Linked DNA regions of Triticum aestivum: region 1 is linked to region 2. The links are chromatin contacts, called in public Hi-C maps. All regions are on one chromosome and are shown on one strand. Each heading gives the region's core, a stretch centred on a gene start, on an enhancer-like site or on the middle of the called end of the contact. The rest is flanking DNA. Distances are from core to core; before and after follow the strand shown.

Evidence for each region. A called contact is a pair of places that touch in the nucleus more often than the background predicts.
Region 1: a contact with region 2 is called in a Hi-C map of leaf, with 5 times the contacts expected there. The contact joins the promoter of LOC123157189 here to the promoter of LOC123157702 in region 2. A contact is called at or near these places in 2 of 5 Hi-C or Micro-C datasets (both in leaf).

What each region holds. Positions count from the first base shown.
Region 1 is chr7B:379,665,712-379,670,869 of IWGSC CS RefSeq v2.1, forward strand. It overlaps LOC123157189 (tyrosine--tRNA ligase 1, cytoplasmic), which reads right to left and starts at 1,301. Exons shown (of 9, transcript XM_044575444.1): 1 at 893-1,301. The coding sequence starts at 1,198. LOC123162274 (F-box protein PP2-B11) reads right to left here. Exons shown (of 2, transcript XM_044580074.1): 2 at 4,218-4,879. The coding sequence ends at 4,447. It also overlaps the pseudogene LOC123157975.
Region 2 is chr7B:379,257,859-379,262,712 of IWGSC CS RefSeq v2.1, forward strand. It overlaps LOC123157702 (small nuclear ribonucleoprotein E), which reads right to left and starts at 3,508. Exons shown (of 6, transcript XM_044575938.1): 1 at 3,276-3,508; 2 at 3,124-3,150; 3 at 2,954-3,016; 4 at 1,280-1,358; 5 at 1,137-1,182; 6 at 732-1,035. The coding sequence starts at 3,317. The coding sequence ends at 1,026. LOC123157701 (proline-, glutamic acid- and leucine-rich protein 1) reads left to right here. Exons shown (of 1, transcript XM_044575937.1): 1 at 1-512. The coding sequence ends at 313.

The sequences.
Region 1 (5,158 bases), core at 51-2,550, 410 kb after region 2:
GCCTTGCAATCTGACAGTTTGCGCATATTGGTCTCATGCATCACTAAAGTAAACATTTTCACAATGTGTAGTACTGGCATCATAATAATTGTGGAAGCACATCAAGAATTGCTAAAGGCACGTGTAAGATTAACATTTATACTAGGATATTTCATTCTTATTATTAATCATATGGAACAACAAAGCAATGAAATATGGAAGCGGTAAGCTCACTAATCTTTCTAGTTTGACAGAGCTGGATAAATCAAGGCTAGGTATTATAACCACAACCTACTGGTGCTCCACAGCCTACTAGGATAGTGCTCCTTATTTTCAGGAGCTTTTGTTGCCACTTCTTTCTAGTTTTATTTATGCTCTTATTTTGCACACTCTTTGTTCTCTGAACTAACACTTTTCTTTTGGTTTCTTATTCTTCAAAGACTTAAGAAGTTTAACCAAAAACTACTAGCACAAATATAACCACTCAATCATCCATAATCAGCACATGCTATTTAACCAATCTGATGCACAATTGCACATATGATTAAGAGCTAAAAAAATCAAAATTCAACTACTCCGTAGTTTTATGATACCAGAAATAAGTAGGCTAGGCATACATCTAGTGTAAGCATCCACCTAGGTGATACATGCTAAGTTAGCTGGTCAACAAAGACCTAGAGTACGACTGTAGACACATATCACAACATGAACATGATAACACCACCAGAACAGGTAACAGCACACATAATAGTCATACTGCACTCATAACTTTGGTAACGATGTTGGTTGAAATCCGAAATTCCTGTCCAAGAACTCTTCCTGGAAACAGAAGGTATGCTACTGGATGCTCGTGACCGAGTCGCACATTCGATCCGAAGTTATTAGATGGGAAGGCGGGAAGTTTCCGTCGAACCTGGGCAATGTGCATGCGGCCGGAGGGCTCGAACCCGTCGTAGCAGATAGGGACGGGCTTGTTCTGCAGCAGCCGCTTAAGCTCGTCGGGCTGAATGCACTCCTCGCCTATGCTCATCAGCAAGTCGAACCGCTCGTCCAGGCTCAATGCCGCCACGCCCCCCGCGAGGTCTTCGGCGCCGGCGCCGGCAGCGGAGGAGGAGGAGGCTGCGGGGGAGGCATCAGGAGCCGCGGAAGGTTCCGTTGATGCGGCGGCGGGGGCGGAGGCCTCTGCGGTGACAGCGGCGGCAGCCAGGGAAGTGTCCATGGAGGTGGCGGCGGTGGCGGGTGACTGATTTGGAGACGGCTAGGGTTTTACGCGGCTCAGATCGAGAGATGGATCTCCTAGTTCTGCGCAGACGGGGGTCACAAAGACGTGGTCCGTACGTTCCCTGAAAGACAAAAAACGTGGCCCGTACGTCAGTGTGGCCGTTTACGTGGGCCTAAGCCAAACATGGGCTGTCTTTCCTCAGAATCATAAGATATGGGTGTGTTTGGATTGTGGCCCGAATGCACGTTACCAAAATTTTAATTATGACCCAAAGATTGGTCTTTGTTTAGATGATTGTTAATTTTTTGGCATGCCAATGAAGTCTAACCAACTCATTTTTTGAGAGAGAACAACCTACTCATGTATGGCCTCCACCCCCTTCCCAATTTGGGTGAGAGCCATCAGAACGTGTCTATACTTTCACTACTCATTTTTTGAGAGAGAATCACCTACTCATGTGTTGAGACCAAGACATTTCAGTCCTAGCACAAAGAATCTTGATCTCTAGCCTTTCTCAAGTTGTTTCAAATTATCTTTCCACCATATCCAAATCTGTGAGAGAGAGTTGAGTGTTGGGGAGACTATCATTTGAAGCACAAGAGTAAGGAGTTCATCATCAACACATCATCTATTACCTTTTGGAGAGTGGTGTCTCCTAAATTGGTTAAGTTTTACTTGGGAGCCTCCATCAAAATTGTGGAGTTGAACCAAGGAGTTTGTAAGGGCAAGGAGATCGCCTACTTCGTGGGATCTACCCAAGTGAGGCAAGTCCTTCATGGGTGATGGTCATGGTGGGATAGACAATGTTGCTTCTTCGTGGACCCTTCGTGGATGGAGCCCTTCGTGGACCCATGCAACCATTACCCTTCGTGGGTTGAAGTCTTCACCAACGTGGAAGTACGATAGCACCACCTATCAGAACCACGTCAAAAATCTCCATGTCTCCAATTGCATTTGCACACTCCAATCACATCCCTTTACTTTCTTGCAAATTGCATCCTTTACTTTCCGCTGCTCATATACTTTTGCCATGCTTGCTTGAAATGTATTGTGAATGCTTAAAATTGTGCTAATCTCCAACCTCAACTTGAAGAACTTAAAAACTGCTACCTTTGCTTGTTTTATTTTGAGGAACTAGACAGTAGGAGAGGCTCCTACTGTGTTTCCATATATATATATATATATATATACATATATATATATATATATATATATATATATGGGGTGGTGTACATAGTTACATCTCATGTACAAATTGGGGGGGGGGGGGGGGGTGTTGCCATCTTTACCCCCTAGTGTGGGGGTGAGCAAGCCAAAGGAGAGTACACACGTTAGGCTAAAGAGTGTACAAATAAGGCAATGAAGGCACTAAGGGCCTCTTTAGTTCTATGCTACCTTTGCTTGTTGAAGTGTCTAATCACCCCTCCCCTCCCCCCCCCCCCTCTTCTAGACACCTCTTATCAATCCTTTCACTAATAAACCTGCTAAATGGGTCACGGAACTTTGCAAATGATTCTAGCAGTAAAAGCGGTTGTGATGGATAGCCCAATGGCACACAATTTTCTTCACCAAATCGTGTGTGATATAGTTGAATAAAGCAAACGGTTAACGGAGGCAAAGCGTGTGTGACCGGTACATTTATCACACACGACGCTATACATAAAACTGTGTGGGTTGTATATATGAACGAAAACGTTCATCTAGGATTCACTCTGTGGGATGTGCATGCGAACGAAAACGTTTCTCTGGGATTGACTATGTGGGATATGCAGACGAACGGAAATGTTTCTCGTGCATTGACTGTGTGGGTTGTGTAGACAAATGGAAACGTTTTTCTAGAAATCACTGTGTGGGATGTACCTGTGTGGCAGCGAGCAGAGCTGGAGCTGCATCGCACGGGAGAGCGCGGCCGCCATGGCCGACGCCATGTCCTGCCGGCTGAAATCCTTGGTCGTGCTGCTTCTCTGAAGATCGCCGATGTGTACTTTGTTTTCTTTTCCACTTACACTGATGATTTGTTTGTTGCCATGAGCTGCTGATTGATGTGCAGCTCGGTAAAGCCATTCCATTCCATTGCATTGCATTGCTTGCTGTGATTGTTCATGCTGAGCTTGTTCAATATGATTTGAAGAGAGAGAGAGAGAGATTGTTCAGAGACGAAGAGCAGCAGCGTCCAAGAGGTGTGTGAGGATCAGCTGTCCGACATCAGCAGCCAGGCGACGTCTAACAACGAGGCATCCAACACCTCCTCCCGCCCCAAGCTCGCCCTCGACCTGTCGCTCACCGTCACCGCCGCCGACACCACGACCGCAAAGTCGAGCACCACCGACAGGACCGGCGGCGGGTGTTCACGTGCAACTACTGCCAGGGGAAGTTCTTCAGCTCGCAGGCGCTGGGCGGGCACCAGAACGCGCACCGGCGGGAGCGCACGCTGGCCCTGCGTGCGGTGCACCAGCTCGAGGCCTACCCCTACGGCTACGCCGATGTGGCCTCCCACGGTCCCACCAGCTCTATGGCTCACCCGTGCTATACCCCATCGGCATCAAAGCGCACGCGCCGGTGCACCCCGCGGCGGTGCAGGTGGAGCGGCAGTAACAGTAAGCCGCCTCCCTCGCTGCGCCGGCGCGCGCGCGGGCATAGCTGGTCCCGATGTCGTTCCTCATGGGCGGCGACGAGGAGTCAGCTTCCGGTGCCCCGACGGCTTCAGGCAACCACCGCCGGGCGCCGGCGTGCTCCCTCTCCTCCACTCCGGCCACAACCTGGGGCTTGGGCAGCAGCGGCAAGCCGACGAGGAGCCTGGCCTGACGCTTCAGGTGATATCCTTTGACAGCCACGAGGTATACTGCGGGTTGAAATCGGCAGAAGGCAGGGGCTAAATGCAAAATGCACGGCGCTGACCGGCTCGGCCGAGCTGGCTCCACATTGCTGCATCTGATTCGTCTAGGACCAAATTTGCACCTTTAGGACAAGCTTGAGGACTAGATAGTCAGTTTTTGCAAGTTTTAGGACCAAAGTATCACATGCAAGACAAGTTCAAGGACCTGTCGTGCTATTACCTCTGAAACTAACAGCACCTACACCGATTATGTCCATGGCATCACAAAGTTGATACATGCTCTGGAAATGTGGCAACAAAGCTGTCCGGTTTACTATTCACAAAACTACACGCACATGCATGCGCTCGCTCATCGACAAGATGAACCGATATTCAGCGTACAGACATAAATTGAGGTCTCTAGGATGGATCATATGGGCCTGAACTCGATGCCTTCCACGATGAGCCCACGCTTGGGGTACCACCCCAGTATCTCGAAGCTCACCGCCTCCTCCCCCACCACTGCCTCGTCGCGGGTGCGCAGCCGCCCCATCTCCACCTCCCACCACCCGTCGCCGCGCAACACCGGCCCCCTTACGTGGGCACCGTCCATACCTTTGCCGTCTTTGAACCTGCGCGCATCGATGGGGTCGGGGCGGAGGCACACGGCATGGCGTGACGGAGCGCTGCCGCTCACGCTCACGGTGGTCTCCTGGTCCGGGAAGCTCAGGCCGCGGTGGGCGTCTTCGGTGGCGAAGACAAGGTACGCCGCGTAGGCGGTGGCCGGCGTGAGCGCGGCGGTGGGGAGCCGGCCGTAGATGTCGAGGCACGTGCAGTCCACCAGCTGGGCCAGTTCCGCGAACCTGATATACAGAGGCAAACCATTAAATTAATCTGGACTGGAGAAGCCATTTATTTATAGTAGCATAAGCAAGGTAGCTTATTCTCTCAAAAAGCAAGTCAGCTAGAGTAGCTAATAGTGATAGTCAATATCAGCACAGATATACCAGTAGCAGTATTATAATTTACTACTATAATCTGATAATAGAAGGGCAAACTTGCGGGCCAGGATACCATTGTTTAATGAGCTGCATGATGCACGCGGATACAGTTGCATGGATGCAAACAGAGCATCGATCAAT
Region 2 (4,854 bases), core at 2,258-4,757:
GGATAAGGAGACAAGGGTGCGGCTGGAGGATCTGGGAGGGGAATCGGACGAGGAGGACGAGGTGGAGAAGGTGATGCGGTGGGCGATGGACGCCGCGCGGCTCGACGTCGCCACTGCCGGCGGTGGTGCCAGCAACGCCGACCACAAGGAAGAAGAAGACAAGAGCAGCAACGCCGAGGACAAGGAAGAAGAAGACAAGAGCAGCGCCAGTAGCGAGGATGAGGAAGAGAGACTGGAACTGGAGGAGACGAGGAAGGAGAAGGAGATGATGAGCAAGAAGAACAAAGCCAAGAGCAGGTGGTTCTTCTTTTGATCCTAAATGTACGTTTGATCTCATATCATCACAAGCAAAGATGTATCCCTAGCCCGCTACACAGTTTGATCTCATGATCACAAGCAAAGAATCCAGCAAGTGAATTCAATCATATTATCTGTAATAGAGATTATGAGTTTGCATTGCTATCTCTGATGAACATGATAACTTGTGCAATTGCAATTGATATTTCCTGATATAAGTCTCCAAAAGATTTTAAAACCGATTCTGTTCTTTCCCATCATAATATACAGATAAATCTATGTTATAATGAACTTTTTACCCTAGAATAAGATGTATACAAATAAATATATGTCTATAATTAACTTTGCCGAGTCATCTGGTAGCAAATTCAGTTTCAGCTAGCAGTCCTTCAGCACAAGGGAAATCAAGTGTCTCACTCATAACTCATAAGCACTGAAAAAAACATAACATGCAGTCGTAACTAATAAGCTCAACAAACAAGTCAACAGGATCTGTTCATGTCAATCTTAAACACAACCAATAAGCTCATCATCTTGATCAAACATCTTGCACGGAGTAGACAGAATGGATTTACTGGGTCTGGGTTCATAGATGGACAACAGACGTTACATATCCTCAAATGACCACAACGACAAGCTACATGCATATCAGCCTGGGTGGAGTACAAAGTATCACAGGAACGCTCAACATAGGAACGACAACGCCAGCCATCCTAGAGAGAGAAGCTTCACTTTCCACTGCAACAAAAAAAAAGGAGATTGCAGAATTTAGAGGCCTTGTTGCTTGCGATTACAGGAGGAAAAACATGGATTCAAAGGTTCATGGCTCTTTGACTTACGTGTTCATCATCAGAGTTATGTTGTCGCCTTTCAAGAGTATCCTTCCTGCCAATTTCCAACATAGATATTAGATACTAGAACTTATGAGATAATGTTTATCTCTAGTGCTGTTACGATAAAGCTTGGTTACAAATGTACTAACCCAACGATTTCCTGGTGTTCTTCTTAATGTTGATTTCCTCAGCATCCTCGAGAACCAGGTTCATGTACTCATCAAAGCCCTGCAGAACACACATACAGTATAAAAACCCAGCATTACTCAATACGGCCCAAATGAAGCACACATGTACAAAAACATTCAAACAAATTAAAAAGGACATAATAACTTGACTACATGTAAAATCTGTTATTGGCACGCTTCAGTACTTCACTGATATAATGGTATCTCTCGGTACCTCCACTAACTTTGTCTCATTGAAATGATTAACATATGCAAATCTAATATACAACCAAATAATCTGTTCTTCCATCTGACATGTTCAAAAGCAAAAGTTTGAGAATCTGACAAGGGATATGGCAACAAAAGTCTGAGAAACTGACGAGGGATATGGCAACAATAATATGACAGACACACTACTGAAAAACCCACGAGACCATGTGGGGCATTTATTACATGTAAACTGGAAAGAAATGTAAACCCAACTGAAGCAGAATAGGCGTGTCACATTGTAAGCTTATCACCTGTCAGTAAACCAAACCATGACAAGAGAAAAACCTCACCAGAGCCTTAGGAAGCAACCTATGCTTCAGTTCTAGAAAATGTGTAGGATGAAGAATTTAGTGTGATCTAAAATAAAGGCATTTTTAGGCCCCTGGACTATCTACTTAGTTGTCCAAACACAATCACCGATATGAATCATATTTGTTACCAGGGGGAGGAAAGGAGGTTGCAAGTTTTGAGGGTGATTCAAAACAACACATAAAGTGGTAAAAAAATATGAGACAGGACACACCAAACACAAATGTTTGACTAACAGCAAGTTACAATGGGAAGGTCCTGAACTCAGAGCAAAAAGTTATGACAAGCTAACTTCTAAGGATAAAAACTATTGTATCATTGACTAGGTACGCACACTAGTGGTTAACATCCACCACCAACCACTCTTTCCTTGTCTGCATTGCAATCAAATTACCACAAACATACACCGATGATCTTCAAAACTCAAAAAACAATGCCCATGACCACTATGGTCCCAAAAGGAACACATCAAGAAAATATCTTCTGCAAACACCTCAGTATCTACTATGGTGAAGTTCTGACTGGGCACATGGATAGTGCTATTACTTGTTCGTGGTTCCACAAGGAACCAAATAACTACTTGCTCCTTGATTTTAAAGGTGACGATTAGGGTTGGTTTCAGTGTTACAAAGATATACACTGAAAAAGTAAGGCTTGAAACTAGATTATGTCCCTCTTGAACAGGCAAGAGGAAAACCGATCTATTACCTAGCTATTGGGGGTGGGGGGGCATCACGACTTGGCACTTAATTAATACTTTCCTGTTGAGCATGCAGATTTGTTTGCAAGTGTTTACCAATTCTTGAGAAAAAGATGCCAACACATTTTCATGTTGGCCTTTAACAAAACAAACAACAGATGTGTTCTGCTAAGTTATCGGTTCATTATATTAGAGTATTAATCAATTCACGCCCACTTGCTTAGACACAAGTAATACATGGAAATAATTTACCCTCAAAGCCACATGGTATGCAGATACACAGTAACATTACACTTAACACACATGCGTACGACCACAGAGGGATTGGTAAGGCTAAATTCTATCAATTTGAACAAGAAATCGGTGTAGGAACTTACGATGATACGACCCTCGATCCGCATATCCTTCTGCTCGAAAAGCCAGATCTGGATGCGCGCTTTCTGCACCAAAATTAGAACCATATTAGCTCAAGCCAACCGTCCGCAACCCTAAAACGTAAGGCGGAAAAAAGTGGACGAATTGTTATTTCTCCTCAGCCAACACTTACGCTCTGGAGGAACCGAAAGATGAGGTTCTGCCGTCGCGCACCAAGGATTCGCCAACCATCGCAGCAGCGGGAAACAAAAGCGCCAAAACGTTAGGAAACAGATGCAAAAAGAGGAGGAGAGCATATGCACAGGAGGGGATAGGGGAGCGTACGATGGGCTGGGTCATGATACGCTGGACTTTGGTGGACGCCATGGCTGCTGCTGCGGCGTGAGCTCCTCCTCCGACTGGAAGTGTCTAGAAGCTTCTGGACGGAACCGCGTGTGGGCAGGCGGAGCGCGGAGGTAAAAAAACCCTAGATACGCCGCGGGGGAAGAGGGAGACGGCAGGGTTTTGTTTTCGCACGGCGCGCGAGAAGAGGCGGCAGCGGGGGTGCCTCAAGATTGGTGCAAGGCTTCCGACGAAGGGTCCGGATCAGAGGATCTGTTTGGGCTAGGCCGCCCCGCGCTGGGCTGGGCTCGCTATCTTGGCGGCGATTTCATTAAGGCCTTTCCATTCCCTGAAAAAAACAATTTAGGCCTTTCCAAGAACATGTCCCGTTGTACGCTAAAAGTTTCAAAAACTTTGGTACTATGCTGCCAAAATGAAAAGTCTAGTAATATATCACAAAAATCATCAAAAAAAATATTTTTTTTGTAGAAAGGCCAAAGGCCGTATATTAAATAGCACATACCCTAACAAAAACTCTTACAGAAATTGAAAAATACATTCAAATCCTTGGGATGCCGTAGTCTTCTTCCTTGCCGTGAGCAAAACTCGTTTGCGCCTATGGGTCTCCACCTCGGCAGAACAAACTTGTTTAAATCTAGGAGCTTGTAGATGTAGCGGTCGAAAAGTCGTTGATGTAGACCAGAAATTGCCGGCGACACTAGTCGTAACAAATCGTTAGAAAATAATAGATACTTTTCCATAATAAAAAGGAAACTACTACTCGAATATCCATTTCTGAGCCCATGCACATTTACACCCGGTCAAGAAAAAATTCAAACAAATTAAAAAAATCCATTTTTTGCATGATAGATAATTTGGTGCTTGAGACACGCTCCAAATTCCAGACAATTTGGACATACGAGTAGTGCTCAGCAAAAAAGGCAATTTGTGTCAGAACAGTACATGAAATATAATATTTTTACATACCCCAAATTTGTCTTTTTGCCAAAAGCTACCCAGATATCCAAATGATCTGAAAGTTGGAGTGCACATCACGCACCAAATTATCTACCATGCAAAAGAATTAGATTTTTATTTTATTTTTCTAGTGTCTTTTGATATTTTTTTCTTCATCGGGGGTGCAGATGAGACTGGGCACCAAATTGCTGCTCTCAACTACAACTCATGTATTCTTATTTCATTTATTTATTTTGGGTGTGGAAAGCACTTCTACTCATGTATATGATGGCGGAAGAAGATGGCGGCTGATTTTAGAGTGTGCTCATTCGGTGCGCGTAGAGGGTCTGCTAGATTGGTTTGTGCTCTGTTGCCGGATTAGATGATGTGTGTTGATGCGAGGTCAGAGCACATCATCAAGTTTGTAGGGGTAGCGACCCTAGTTGCCATGCAAGTACCTTTTGGGTTAATCCATGCACTTATTTTGTCGGGGCCTGTTGAATAATATAACAATAATAATTGTGTGCATCCCTTGTTGCAGAGGCCGGACCTTTTCGAAAAAAAGATAACACAAATTATGTTTAAAAGTTCACCCGGTTCCTCAAACAAGCCATGAAGGCGTGAG